Regions from separate parts of the Mus musculus genome. Here region 1 is linked to region 2. A link is a contact called in public HiChIP or PLAC-seq data. All regions are on one chromosome and are shown on one strand. The core of a region is the stretch at or near the end of the contact, and the rest is flanking DNA. Distances in the headings are between cores, read along the strand shown.

What was found. HiChIP or PLAC-seq counts read pairs in DNA pulled down with a chosen protein or histone mark.
Region 1: an H3K4me3 HiChIP or PLAC-seq map of bone marrow-derived macrophages shows a contact between it and region 2, with 2.1 times the contacts expected there. The contact joins the enhancer-like site here to the promoter of Saal1 in region 2. A contact is called at or near these places in 8 of 39 promoter capture datasets (the HPC-7 cell line, cranial neural crest, frontonasal cranial neural crest and 4 more), 3 of 484 Hi-C or Micro-C datasets (liver, nephron progenitors and trophoblast stem cells), 6 of 115 datasets of contacts at active chromatin or transcription factors (bone marrow-derived macrophages, embryonic stem cells, intestinal villus epithelium and 1 more) and 5 of 9 other capture datasets (adipose tissue, embryonic stem cells, liver and 2 more).

The regions. Positions count from the first base shown.
Region 1 is chr7:46,892,231-46,898,217 of GRCm38.p6, forward strand. It overlaps Tsg101 (tumor susceptibility gene 101), which reads right to left. Exons shown (of 10, transcript NM_021884.4): 8 at 128-330. Among named protein-coding and RNA genes, the nearest start is that of Tsg101, 25 kb to the right of the region's middle. Within about 2 kb of position 3,486, at least 5 of the 459 cell types and tissues checked have an H3K27ac peak or open chromatin away from gene starts, as enhancers often do. A contact at or near this core is called in bone marrow-derived macrophages, where this site is marked.
Region 2 is chr7:46,706,634-46,713,168 of GRCm38.p6, forward strand. Saal1 (serum amyloid A-like 1) reads right to left here and starts at 4,018. Exons shown (of 12, transcript NM_030233.1): 1 at 3,865-4,018; 2 at 2,231-2,344; 3 at 360-443. The coding sequence starts at 3,999. Saa3 (serum amyloid A 3) reads right to left here. Exons shown (of 4, transcript NM_011315.3): 3 at 5,956-6,094; 4 at 5,365-5,631. The coding sequence ends at 5,493.

The DNA of each region.
Region 1 (5,987 bases), core at 2,236-4,735, 190 kb after region 2:
TGTGTAGCCCTGGCTGTCCTGGAACTCACTCTGTAGACCAGGCTGGCCTCGAACTCAGAAATCCGCCTGCCTCTGCTTCTCGAGTGCGGGGATTAAAGGCGTGTGCCACCACGCCCGGCTTACTTACTACTTCTTGATCTAAGCGGGTGACCATCTCTTCCAGTTTCTGGTGGCCTTTTTTCAGATCTTCCTCTGTTCGTTTCAAGGCATTAAGCTCTGCCTGGGCACCATCCATTTCCTCCTTCATCCGCCATCTCAGTTTGTCACTGACTGCTGAGATGAGAGATGCACGGATAGTGTCCTCACTGATTGTGCCATCTCTGCTGGGACCTGCAGGAGATAATGCACAAACTCTGGACATGAAGGCTCAGGTAGGTGTTCGCCATTCAGAACCCTTGGACTTCCTCACAAACACTTAGCCAATTATAATCTGTATCCTTTTGCTGTAAGCAGCTGATTATAGTTTGAAGAGTTGTGTCAATCCTTCTACAGAACGCTAGAACTGAAGACGCACTTGGAACTGCTAAACTTAATTAAGACCACTGAGCACATACCATAAGCGGACAACCCTAGTTCAATTTCTGGAACCCAAGTAAAAAGCCTGATGCAGCAGCCCTCATCCAACACTCTTGTCTTGAGATAGGAGGCAGCAACTGAACTGCATGGAAGTCTATAGGCCAGCAGTAGAACCAAGAGAGATCCTGATTCAACAAGTGAAAATGAGAACCATCAAACTCTCACCCACCCCTTCTCTCTCTCTCTCACACACACATACACACACAGACACACACACACACGGGGGTGGGGTGGGGGTGGAGACAGGCAGTCAGGCAAACAGAGACAGAGAAATAGAGAGAGACAGAGACTTCACCATTCAAGACGGGTAGGAGACATTTTTTCAGCTGCTATCAAAGAGATGTATTCCACAAGCCCCGTTCATAGACTCATTCTGACTAACTGTTCAGGAGTTGGGAGAAACAGCTCTGTGGTTATAAGTGCCCATAATCAGGAAGCTCACAAAATCCTGTAACTCCAGTTACATGGTATCTGACACCCTCTTCTGGTCACCACGGGCACCTGGGCATCAGCACACGCGTGACATAAACACACACACACACACACACACACACACACACACACACACACACACACAAATAAATAAGTATAATAATAACCATAATGATGATGATGACAATAATAGGGCCTAACTATTCCGTCATCCAGACAAGATAAAGGCCATATTAAAATCTCTGGTTACTTACACTGTACTAATTAATAAAGTAGTTTTTAAAAAGGAAGAGGGGGCCAGGCAGTGGTGGCGCACACCTTTAATCCCAGCACTTGGGAGGCAGAGGCAGGTGGATTTCTGAGTTTGAGGCCAGCCTGGTCCACAGAGTGAGTTCCAGGACAGCCAGGGCTACACAGAGAAACCCTGTCTCAAAAAATCAAAAAAAAAAAAAAGGAAGAGGGAGGGTAGAAAGTAAATGACTGTGCTCACAGAAGGCTTGGAATCGCTAGACCTTCAGTTTTTAGGTGCGTCAGTCTTTCAGTAGCAAAAGCATGGAGTTCTCTGTGGAATCTTAAACTGTCAGATGTTGTGACATTCAGCCTAATAACAATAAATAAAATACAAACAAAAAAGCCTGCCCCCCAAAACAAAACAAGACAAAAAGGAAGAGGGACTGGAGAGATGGTTCAATGGTTAAGAACACTTCCTTCTCTTATAGTGGCTCCATGTTCAGTTCCCAGCATACACATGGCAGCTCAGAGTGCCTGTACCTTCAGTTTCAGGCCATCTGCCCTCTGAGCTCCTATCTGCTCTTGGTGCACACAGACTCACACAAAGCAAAAAAAACACGCATCACCTAAAAGGGGATACTTCCTACAAGAGATCAGAAGACCAGCGAAGATGATGATCTTACTATGTGCCCATTCTGACAAAGATACATAAGGAATAGAGTTTATACTTGTCTTTAAAAGACCCCAGTCTACAATAACCCATATGAAATTCTATTATGTTTATCTGATGCAAAATGCTGTTGTCCCCATGATCAGGTACCCAGATGATAACAGCAGCACTCCCCGTTTCATTTATCCGTGTTGTAGAAGTTATCTGAACAACAAAACTTAAGGGTCTTTTTATGTGAGCTTTCCATACACAAGCGCACCAACACATTTGGTTAAAGTCACCTTATCTGGTCTAATGGATCATGTCACACTGATGTTAAATTCAAATCCCTAAAGAATACACATTTAGTTTTAGAATTTATATAGTTCTTATAAACTAGGTCAAGGGCATTCTCCATAAGGTCCATATAGAAATACAAAAGACCACAAGAAGCCCACAGCATCCTGAGCATAAATACAATGCTGGCATCACACATTTCAAGTCATACTATAAAGCCAGGGGCATGCAGAATAATGGAACAAAGTGGAGAAGCCAGAAATAAGCTCAAGTATTCTACCATGTGATTTTTACTAAAGATGAAAGTCATGAAAACCCAAAACTTCCAATGTAGAAGACCGAAATTAGGTACCTATCTCTTATCTGAAAAAAATCTAATAAACAGAATCAAAGACTTTAAGACTCTAAACTCTGGAATTTCCAACAGCATAACAGCATATTGAGGAAAGACTTAAAGGTCCAGGAGTACCCAGTGACTTTCTGAATCTGATCTCAACAGCTCAGTTAATACCACCTGACAAATGGGACTGCATCAAATTAAAAAAGTTCTGCGCAAGAGAGTAGACAGCCCATAGAACATAAGGAAGTCCCTGTCCACTCTAGTTTACGTAGCATCTATAAAGTCTGTGGGAGGCTAATTCCAACGGAACCGTGGATGTAGCTCTCCTGGTTAATCTAGATTAGGTCAGCTAAGGTGGGAAGACCTAAATGTGAGTGCCACCACTCCATGGGTTAGGGTCCTTGGCTGAATAACGAGCTGCTTGGCTGCAGATGCAATGTGACCATCTGTCCCCATATTCTCACTACCCTGATTTCCCCGGCAAGATGGACACTACCCCCAAACTATGAGGTAACTATACCTTACATTCACTTTGTCAGGCCCCCTGTTCAGTTACTAGGAAAGTAGCTAATATGATAGCGCAGCCGATAAGGGTGCTTGCCTGGCTTACCCCTGGGTGGATCCCTGCTAGCTTTCGAACTAGGCATGGTGGCAGACATCCTAGCCACATTGCACAAGTTTGGTTCCCAGTACCCATATCAGGTGGCTCCTGGGCACCTCTAAGCCCATTTCCAGGAGTTTCCATGTCTGCTTCTGGCCTCCACAGGTACCTACATATACATGGTACATACAAAATAAAATAATACATAAAAAGTAAAACAAAGCCTTAAATAAGGTTATGCAATAAGCCTAGGTTAAGAAAAAAGTGTTATAGAAGGTATTACACACACACACACACACACACACACACGTACACGTCACGTTTTCTCTCACATATGGAAACTAGACTATCAAGAAAGAGGAAGTGAGCCAGACAGTGGTGGCACAGGCCTTTAATTCTGGCACTTGGGAAGCAGAGGCAAGTGGATCTCTCTTGAGTCTGAGGTCAGCCTGGTCTTCAGAGTGAGTTCCAGGAGAGACAGGACTACACAGAAAAACCCTGTCTTTACCCTTCACCTGCCAGAAAGAAAGAAAGAAAGAAAGAAAGAGAGAGAGAGAGAGAAAGAGAGAGAGAGAGAGAGAGAGAGAGAAAGGAAGAAAGGAAAAAAGAAAGGAAGGAAAAAAGCACTTGGGAAGCAGACAGGTGTCTGTGAGTTCGAGGCCAACATGGTACCCCTATATCAAAAATCAAAACAATCTGAAATGGAAAATCCCAGGGTTTTTGAAGTAGTAGAAATGATGGGGCAGGAGAGACAGCTCAGGGGTTTGGAAAACTCACTGCCCTTACATGAAATCTAGGTTCAATTCTCGGGACTGATGTGGCAGTCCACAGCCACCTGTGCCTCCAGCCCAAGGGCCTCTGTTCCCTCATATGAATGAAAATAATCTTAAAAAATCCCAAACATTCTGAATTTTAATCCAAAATTCAGTGAGCTGCTTTCCACTGAAACACGAGAGAAGAACTGCTTTAAGAGTCTAAGCTTTTAGACATCACACTATTTGTTAAGTGACTGAAGAGAAATCCCATATTCTCCATATCTACTATATACTGAGCAAATCTGTTATATCAAGTCCCCACACAATGACAATTACCCAAGCAAGCAGAAGTAGATTTCAGAACTGTGGAGTGAAAAAGGTCAAAAACTTTGTAACTATGGGCTTTTCTACCAGTGCCCCCAATTCTCAAATAATGAATCTGAGAGTAAACTCTTTATGAATAAATGCCTAGGCCATGAACTTGGGCTTGCTTCCTGACTAACTCCTTAATTAACCCCTTTATTCTATTCTGTGAGTGCCACATGGATGGTGACTCCTCAGTTTCATGCATCTGTCCCTGCAGAGATCGTGGTCATCTTCCCATGCCGGACTCTATCTCAGAGTTCCTCTCTCCCTATCAGAACACCCACCTCTTATTTCCTGCCTCAATTAACAGGCCATTGGCTTTTTATTGTAGGTGATGCTTCCACACAGTACACGCAATTCTCTCTACAAAACTTTAATATCTGCTCAAAACATGTCAGATGGTATCCATCACCAAATTTAACCCTTAGAAAATAAGACATAATTTTCCCAGTGTTAGGGAACAGAAAACTCATCAAGTAATTAGGTCAGTCTTGCAATCACCTTAACATACGATAAATGAAATGACCTCACCAAGCTCTCTGACAGTACTTACTGACCTCTAGTTCCTATAAAAGACACCATTTCATATTGAATGATTATTCATAGTGAGTGAATCTATCATTAGCCTATCAGAAAACATGATAAACGGTAGCTTTTCTAATATTTTATTATTCTATGTTTTAAATTTTATGAGTATAGGTGTTTTGTCTGCAGAGGCCAGAAGAGGATGTGAGATTTCCCGGAACTTGAGTTACAGACAGTTGTGAGCCACACATGTGTGCTGAGAATGAATCCTGGGTCCTCTGGAAGAACAACCAGTGCTCTTAACCACTGATTGATTATCTCTGCCCTGACTTTTCTGAGTTTTAACCCTTAACCCCTGGTCCACAAAACTGGCTCTCAACCTTTTCTCAAAAAGTAGAGTATAAATTGAAGACACCCAAGCCGATCTCTAGTCTTCCTTCATACATCTGTATACACATATGAAAGCATACACACAGGAACATACATACATACATACATACATGTTTAAAAAAAAAGACAAATAATACTTTTAGACTGGAACTGACAGTAGGCAGAACCTGCTGGAAACAAAGCCAAGGGTAAGTGAAGACACTAGTCACTGTACAGCAACCATGGAGCCTGAGTTATCACAAACTATCTGCTCAAAAGTAGGTCAAACCACGAGGATTACTTTTTTATATAACAACAACATGAAAGGTCAGTTTCTGACATAGGAGCAAACCTTCCAAACAACTGCATACACAGAATCTTCATGTATGGTACTTGGCAGGGTGCTAATGAGGGCTCTTAGATGGGCTCAGGTTTGACAGTGTGCCAGCTTTATGTAAGCAATAGGCTCTAGCTCAAAAAAACAAAAAACCAAAAACCAAAAACCTTATGTGATCACAGTAAAGCAAAGTGAAGAAAGCTACCAACAACACACCACAGGAGACTCCACTTACTCAAAATCCTCAATTTTCAAAAATAGCCAATAGTTTAGCAGGAGGCTAAGGACTCAATAGACCACTACCTACTAGTGTGTTATTGTCAGGTCCAGTCTTGTGCAGGCAACCACAGAGCAGCTGCTCTGCAGTCATGACTGAAACCATTGGGTCACAGGTGATCTGTTTTTATAAACCATGGTAAGTATTAGCTGATGTGGCTACTCTTCAAATCTCAAGTCAAATCTAACTTTAAATGTATCATTTTCCACAAAAGCTCATTTTGAGGATAAAT
Region 2 (6,535 bases), core at 2,768-5,267:
CCAGGAAGAGCATGTAGGAAGTTCTCACAATCAGACAGTAGAAGTCCTGAGCGACAACGACCTTAGGATGTTTTTGGGCAGTGGAAAGCTTTGTGAGTGAAAGGACCAAGAGACACAAATGGTGGGCCAGCGCTTCCACTGTCCTTTGTTCTGTCACGCATTAGCAGCCTAGCGTGGCTGTGCCTAGCTGGTTTCCACGGCTGTTAAAACAAAGCATTGCTCTCCCTCATCTAGCCAAAATCTAAAATTCTACATATCTAGTCATTGCAAGGAGTGCACTACCTAAGAATGTTCAGTAAGTATAGGCACAGTGGCTTTGCTAATAAGCAAAGCAAGAGGAAAGGACTCTATATACTTACTCTTAATCGGGGACACGGGGATTTGGCCAGCACTCCCATGAATATGTCAGGAGCCTTAAATTCTTGGAGAAATAAAGCCACATCCTACAAACAAAAATGATTACCAAATTTGATGCTGAATCCTGTTCTGCAAACGGCACAGCTCAGACAACCCGAAAATTCTAATCTCATGCTGACTTCCTTTCCTCCACAAGGGAAATCTAAGGTCAGGAACTGTGCAAAATAGACAAAAGTGACAGAGGTGCCTTTGTGGTGCCTGGTCCACGACAGTGGAGTAATCCCATAAACCAATTGAAGCCAGACTGCGATGTCCCAGACAGCGGCCCCCCTTTATTCTGTACTGAACAGATTAGCCTAAATGGTCTCTTTTTCTGTCCAACTAGAATTCTCATTGACTTATTCAAAGACATTTGCTGACTGTCAGAAATGGGGGGGTGGGGGTGGGGTATGAGAAGTATGGGGAAAGAGTCAACTCCTAAATCTTACCCTGTTATAACTTAAAATTTGGGCTGGAGAGATGGCTCAGTGGATAAGAGCCCTGACTGCGCTTCCAGAGGTCATGAGTTCAATTCCCAGCAACCACATGGTGGTTCACAACCATCTGAAATGGGATCTGCTGCCCTCTCAGAGCATGCAGGTATACATGCAGATAGAGTACTCATACTTAAAATAAATATTTAAAAAAAAAAAAAAACTTCAAACTTAAACTTACAACTTAAAACTTAGATACATCCAATACAAGGAGTTAGATTTCCAAAATCCTTAATAGAAAAGGGGAAGGGGGTTGGTTTTGGTTTTGGTTTTGGTTTGTTGAGACAGGGTCTCTCTGTGTAGCTCTGGCTGTTCTGGAACTCACTCTATAGACCAGGCTGGCCTTGAACTCAGATATCCACCTACCTTCGCCTCTCAAGTGTGTATCACACCACCCGGCAACAAAACAAAATATCTGACTGCAGTGTGACTACAACAGCCTAAACTTCCTCCCTACAGATCTTGTTCCACCCATATCACCTAAAGAGGGCACACCAAACAGGTGACCCAAGAGTGCACATGGACCCCAAAGAGACGAATCTCACCTAGTAATGGAAGGCACAAAAACTAAATATACATGTGTCAGTAGCTCAGTATGAAATCATACTGCCTAGTGATGTCATAGCTGTCTTTTTTTTAATTAGATATTTTCTTTATTTATATTTCAAATGCTATCCCGAAAGTTCCCTATACCCTCCCACCCCCCACCCCCCGCCCTGCTCCCCTACCCACCACTCCCACTTCTTGGCCCTGGCATTCCCCTGTACTGGGGCATATAAAGTTTACAATACCAAGGGGTCTCTCTCGACTAGGCCATCCTCTGCTACATATGCAGCTAGAGACACGAGCTCTGGGGGTACTGGTTAGTTCATATTGTTGTTCCACCTATAGGGTTGCAGACCCCTTCAGCTCCTTGGGTGCTTTCTCTAGCTTCTCCATTGGGGGCCCTGTGGTCATAGCTGTCTTAGTTCACATCTATGTTAAATATACTATGATGTCCATAGGATGGAACTGTATATATGTTTAAAGTAATAGCTCCTGAGACTTCATACTCTGAACCACAAACTGGAGAGACTGCAATCACTGAATAGGCCTTTCCGCCAACAGTGGAGGAATGATCCTTTCTACTTATTTACTTATTTTATGTATATGAGTGTTCTATCTGCATGTATACCTCAAATCCCAGTAGAGATGGCTATGGGCCACCACGTGGTTGCTGGGGATTGAACTCAGGACCTCTGGGAGGGCAGATAGTCCTCCTAACCATGGAGCCATCTTTCCAGCCCCTTCATCACCTCCCCACTCTGAGTCTGTTCGGAATCTCACTTCCATCCGCATACCTCGTCCATGGACATATCCCAGACTCTGCAAATCTCATTCTCCATTTCTTCAGCAAGATCTGCCTGTTCTTCCTCATCAGCTGAGCCAGATGTGCCACTTTCAGGTGTGACAATCTTCAGAGACATAAAGGAAAAAAAAATCAGTTAAAATACTCATAGGTCTTCACTTAGATTAGATATTATCACTTAGAAGTCTCAATCTCTCAAAAGTATCTCCTCAGACAAAACAGTTTCTAAAACCTAAAGCCTTGTGACCAAGCCAACTCAGTCAGTCAACAGGTTCTCCAGGGCAGGAGTGAGGATTAAAAAGAAAAAAGACAGACAACATTGTAAGCATGACCCCCAGGCAGTTCTGAGGCTGCGGCAGGTTTATTTTTTCCCAATCTGCTTTTATATCCATTTTAATTACATGCAAATAATAAGGACAAGCGGCACAATAAACACAAATAGTCAAGGAACAAGCAAGGCAATAAACAAAGTCCCTCGATCACCCCTTTGATCACTGTTTCTAGGGGCTTATCAGGATGGCCAAGATATCTGAGCCTACTTCCCGGCCCCAGCCCAAAGTTATACTCATGCCTTCTTTGTTCTAGCCTAAAATTAGATTCCTGCCAGAACCAACTTCCTTGTCATGGCCCAGTATCAAATTCCTGCCAAGGGGTTCCAAAAGCTTTCCACAGTCTTAGATAGATCTACACATTAAACACTCTTCAAGTAAATACGGTCTGTGGGCACTGCAGCAGACAAATGAAAACAACAATATAACCCTTTTGGTTCCAAACGGTTTAGGATTAATGTAGGAAAGGCATGTAACCAGGCAATCACAACAGAAAGAGGCTGACTGTGCTGAACTGGTGAAAGAACTATGGGAGAAAAAATTAGGGACCAATGACCTACTCCTGGGAGAAGACACACATTTCTCTTAAAAGAAGAAATCTAAATCTATGGGAAGGTTAGGACTGTCCTGGGGAAATGAGGCAAGCATTCGGAGGTGACTACAAGTGCTCAGAAAGTATAAGACATGCTTGGAGATGGCCAACTGTCTACTGGTGATGGAACACAATGTACCGTAAAATGGCTGAAGAAGACACAACCAACCTTGGATCCCCAGTTAGGAAATAGAAAGTGTTCTCCTATGAGCAACAAGAACAACCTTTAAAAATAATAAAAAGGAAGGGTTTTTTTTTTTTTTTGGCAATGTAGAAAATGGCTTAGAGAAAACAGAAATTGGCGGTATGGACAGCAATGGGCAGAAAAACATCTATTGGCAGCCTCATTATAATCTCAACCTATACAAAATCTTGTTTACGATAATACTGATTATCTTGTTTTAATAGAAACTATGAAAGAAATGGAGGATCTGGGTTAAGGAGTCCCGTTTCCAGCATGGGATAAGCTCGCGTCTCGGAGATCAGGGTTGTCTGACTCCAAACTATGTATTCCACTAGAACAAGAGCCGACAAAACACGAATGGTAGGGTCTCGACTTCGTACGTGACAGTGGGGTTAGGAAGTAGAAGCCCAGTAAAGTACGTGCGCGGTGTGGTTCTGGCAAGTTAGTCCATCGGCACCCGCGAGCCTCCAGCATCCCGTCCACTCCCTGGGCACGGAGGGCGCCTGCGCGAGTCTCCGCACCTGGATGAGCCCGCTGAGGACGCCGAAGAGCCAGTGCTTGCTGTAGACCGTGCTCCCGATGCGGTCTCCCCCACCCAGGTCCTCTTCATCCTCCGAACCACAGGTAGGCGGCGGAGGAGACGGGTTTCGATCCATGCCGATGCGCGCCAACAGTACCGGAAGCCGCGGAGGAGGCGAGAGGACGCGCCAGAGAGCCCAAGGCACACGGCTCAGCTCCCACACAGCGCCCCCTGCCGTCAGGCTCCCGCGAGGTCCGGGAACCTGTAGGATCCATGGGGTCTTCTTCTCCACCCAGAGCTAGGAGTGAGCACAGAACACACACACACACACACACACACACACACACACACACACACACAGTAACTGCCATGTCCAGATATGTTAGCTATTCATTAGTGCTGATTTAAACCTTACATCAACTTCAATTTTAGCACGCACTTGTGGAGTTTTAATCTTTCTTTGATTTGATTCTTTGTTTGAGTCAGGGTCAAGCTATGTAGTCCAGGCCTGCTACTCGCCATCTTATGCCTCCACTTCCAGCAGCTAGAACTATAGGCAGGTGCCACGGTGCCCAGAAACTCTTGTTTGGTTGGTTTTTGTTTTTAATTCTTTTATCTGAGATTCATCCTAGTACACTGAAGTGTGCATACATGCTCTGCAAACTTACTTTTCTCTTAAAATCTCAGGTGCAGGAAGTTGAGTTAGCTGTGTCTCGTGTTTATGGAATCTTCTGAGTTATCACCCACTCAAGCGTCCCTGCTCCTTCTCTCACAGACTCACTTTTTATAACCAGAAAGTAGCTTTATTCATTTTTATTTTCTCTCCCCCCCCCATACCCCTTTCTGTTGACCTTGAATGAAAACACAGCTCAGTTCATGCTTCTCTAGTTACTCATAGGTAATCAACAGTCTTGTGTGATTTTCAACTATAACCTTAAAGACTTAGTTTAGTTAACCATGATGACTGCAAACCACCCAGCTTGGTGTTAAAGCCTTTCTACCCCAGGGGAAATGATTGCAGAATATGTCTTTTTTTTTCTGCAATTATTTTTTACAAAATGGGAGTGGCTGGCCCTTTTGAAGGGCTGAGATTATCTGCAGAGAGGCATCTAGAGTTGATGCTTTCTCAGTGGGAAGTGATTTTGCCATCAGCCTTTGTAAGTCGTATTTTACAGTGAGTCAGAACTTACTGATTTTTCTCTCGGGGAGGGCACAGGGGACTGAAAGCTGGGGCCTCACCTGTGCTTGGCAGTCATGCTTAGCACTGGGCCATAGCCCAGAATGCATTGGTTTTTATCTAGTTTTCAACTTCATAACTGAAACCATACACAGCGCTTTCTTGCTATCTCGTGTCATATTCCAATTCCATCTCTTCTTGTCTCTTTCTTTAAAAGAAAAGAAAAAGAAAAGAAAAGCAAGTGATGTCCCCTGCTAACCCACAGGCCCTCAACCCTCAGTGTGACTGCCCTGTGCTCTCAAAACAACAGTGACAGCGACAAAGTGCATTTCACAAGTATTTATTCAGCACATTGGGATGTTTAGGGATCCAGATTTTAGAAAATATCTCAACCCAGTAGTTGCTCCTCTTCTCGGGGGGCAGCATGACTGGGAACAACAGGAAGAGAAAACTCAGTATCTTTTAGGCAGGCCAGCAGGTCGGAAGTGGTTGGGGTCTTTGCCACTCCGGCCCCACTCATTGGCAAACTGGTCAGCTCTTGAGTCCTCTGCTCCATGTCCCGTGAACTTCTGAACAGCCTCTCTGGCATCGCTGTAATTAGGATGGACAAGAAGATTTTTAACCAAGCCCACAGGCAGTAGCTCCACCCTCAGGACTCTCTCCTCCTGGCTGTGAGGGGAGGGAGAGGCTGGTAGGACCCTGCCCAGGCTGTCAGCCTCACACTGGATGAGCAGCAGCAGCAGGAAGTGGGGGGGTCATCCACAAGCAATCACATGACCACCAACCCCTTCCAGTACTATGCACAGAAAAGAGGAAGATCGAGAGGTAACGGGTAGTATACACAGGTTGCAGAAGAGACAGCTCCTTCCTGGCTGTCCAAGGCAGTCAATCTCTGTTCACCCAGACCCGTGTTACCTGATGACTTTAGCAGCCCAGGCTCCCCCGGGACCCCTCCGGGCAGCATCATAGTTCCCCCGAGCATGGAAGTATTTGTCTGAGTTTTTCCAGTTAGCTTTCTTCATGTCAGAGTAGGCTCGCCACATGTCTCTAGACCCTGGAGAGGGAAGAGAGTGATGGCGGTGGTTGTGTTGAGGTAAAACAGAGGGCTACGACGTCTATCCAACTCATCCCAGCTTTTCCCAAAACCCACAGAAATGTTGCTAGCTTGAAATAAATAGTTCTTACTGCCCAAAGAAGTACATTGGAGCGGGTTTTATCCCAATGGACTCCCATCTTAGCTCTGTTGCTGTTTGTCTTTGTTTTTGTTTTTTTGTTTTGGTTTTTTCAAGACAGAGTTTCTCTGTAGCCCTGGCTGTCCTGGAACTCACTCTGTAGACCAGGCTGGCCTCGAACTCAGAAATCCGCCTGCCTCTGCCTCCCAAGTGCTAGGATTAAAGGCATGCGCCACCACTGCCCAGCTTTTTGGTTTGTTTTTGTTTTTTGTTTTGGTTTTTTCATGCTGTTTGTCTTTGGCTGTTCAAAAAGCGTGTAAGAA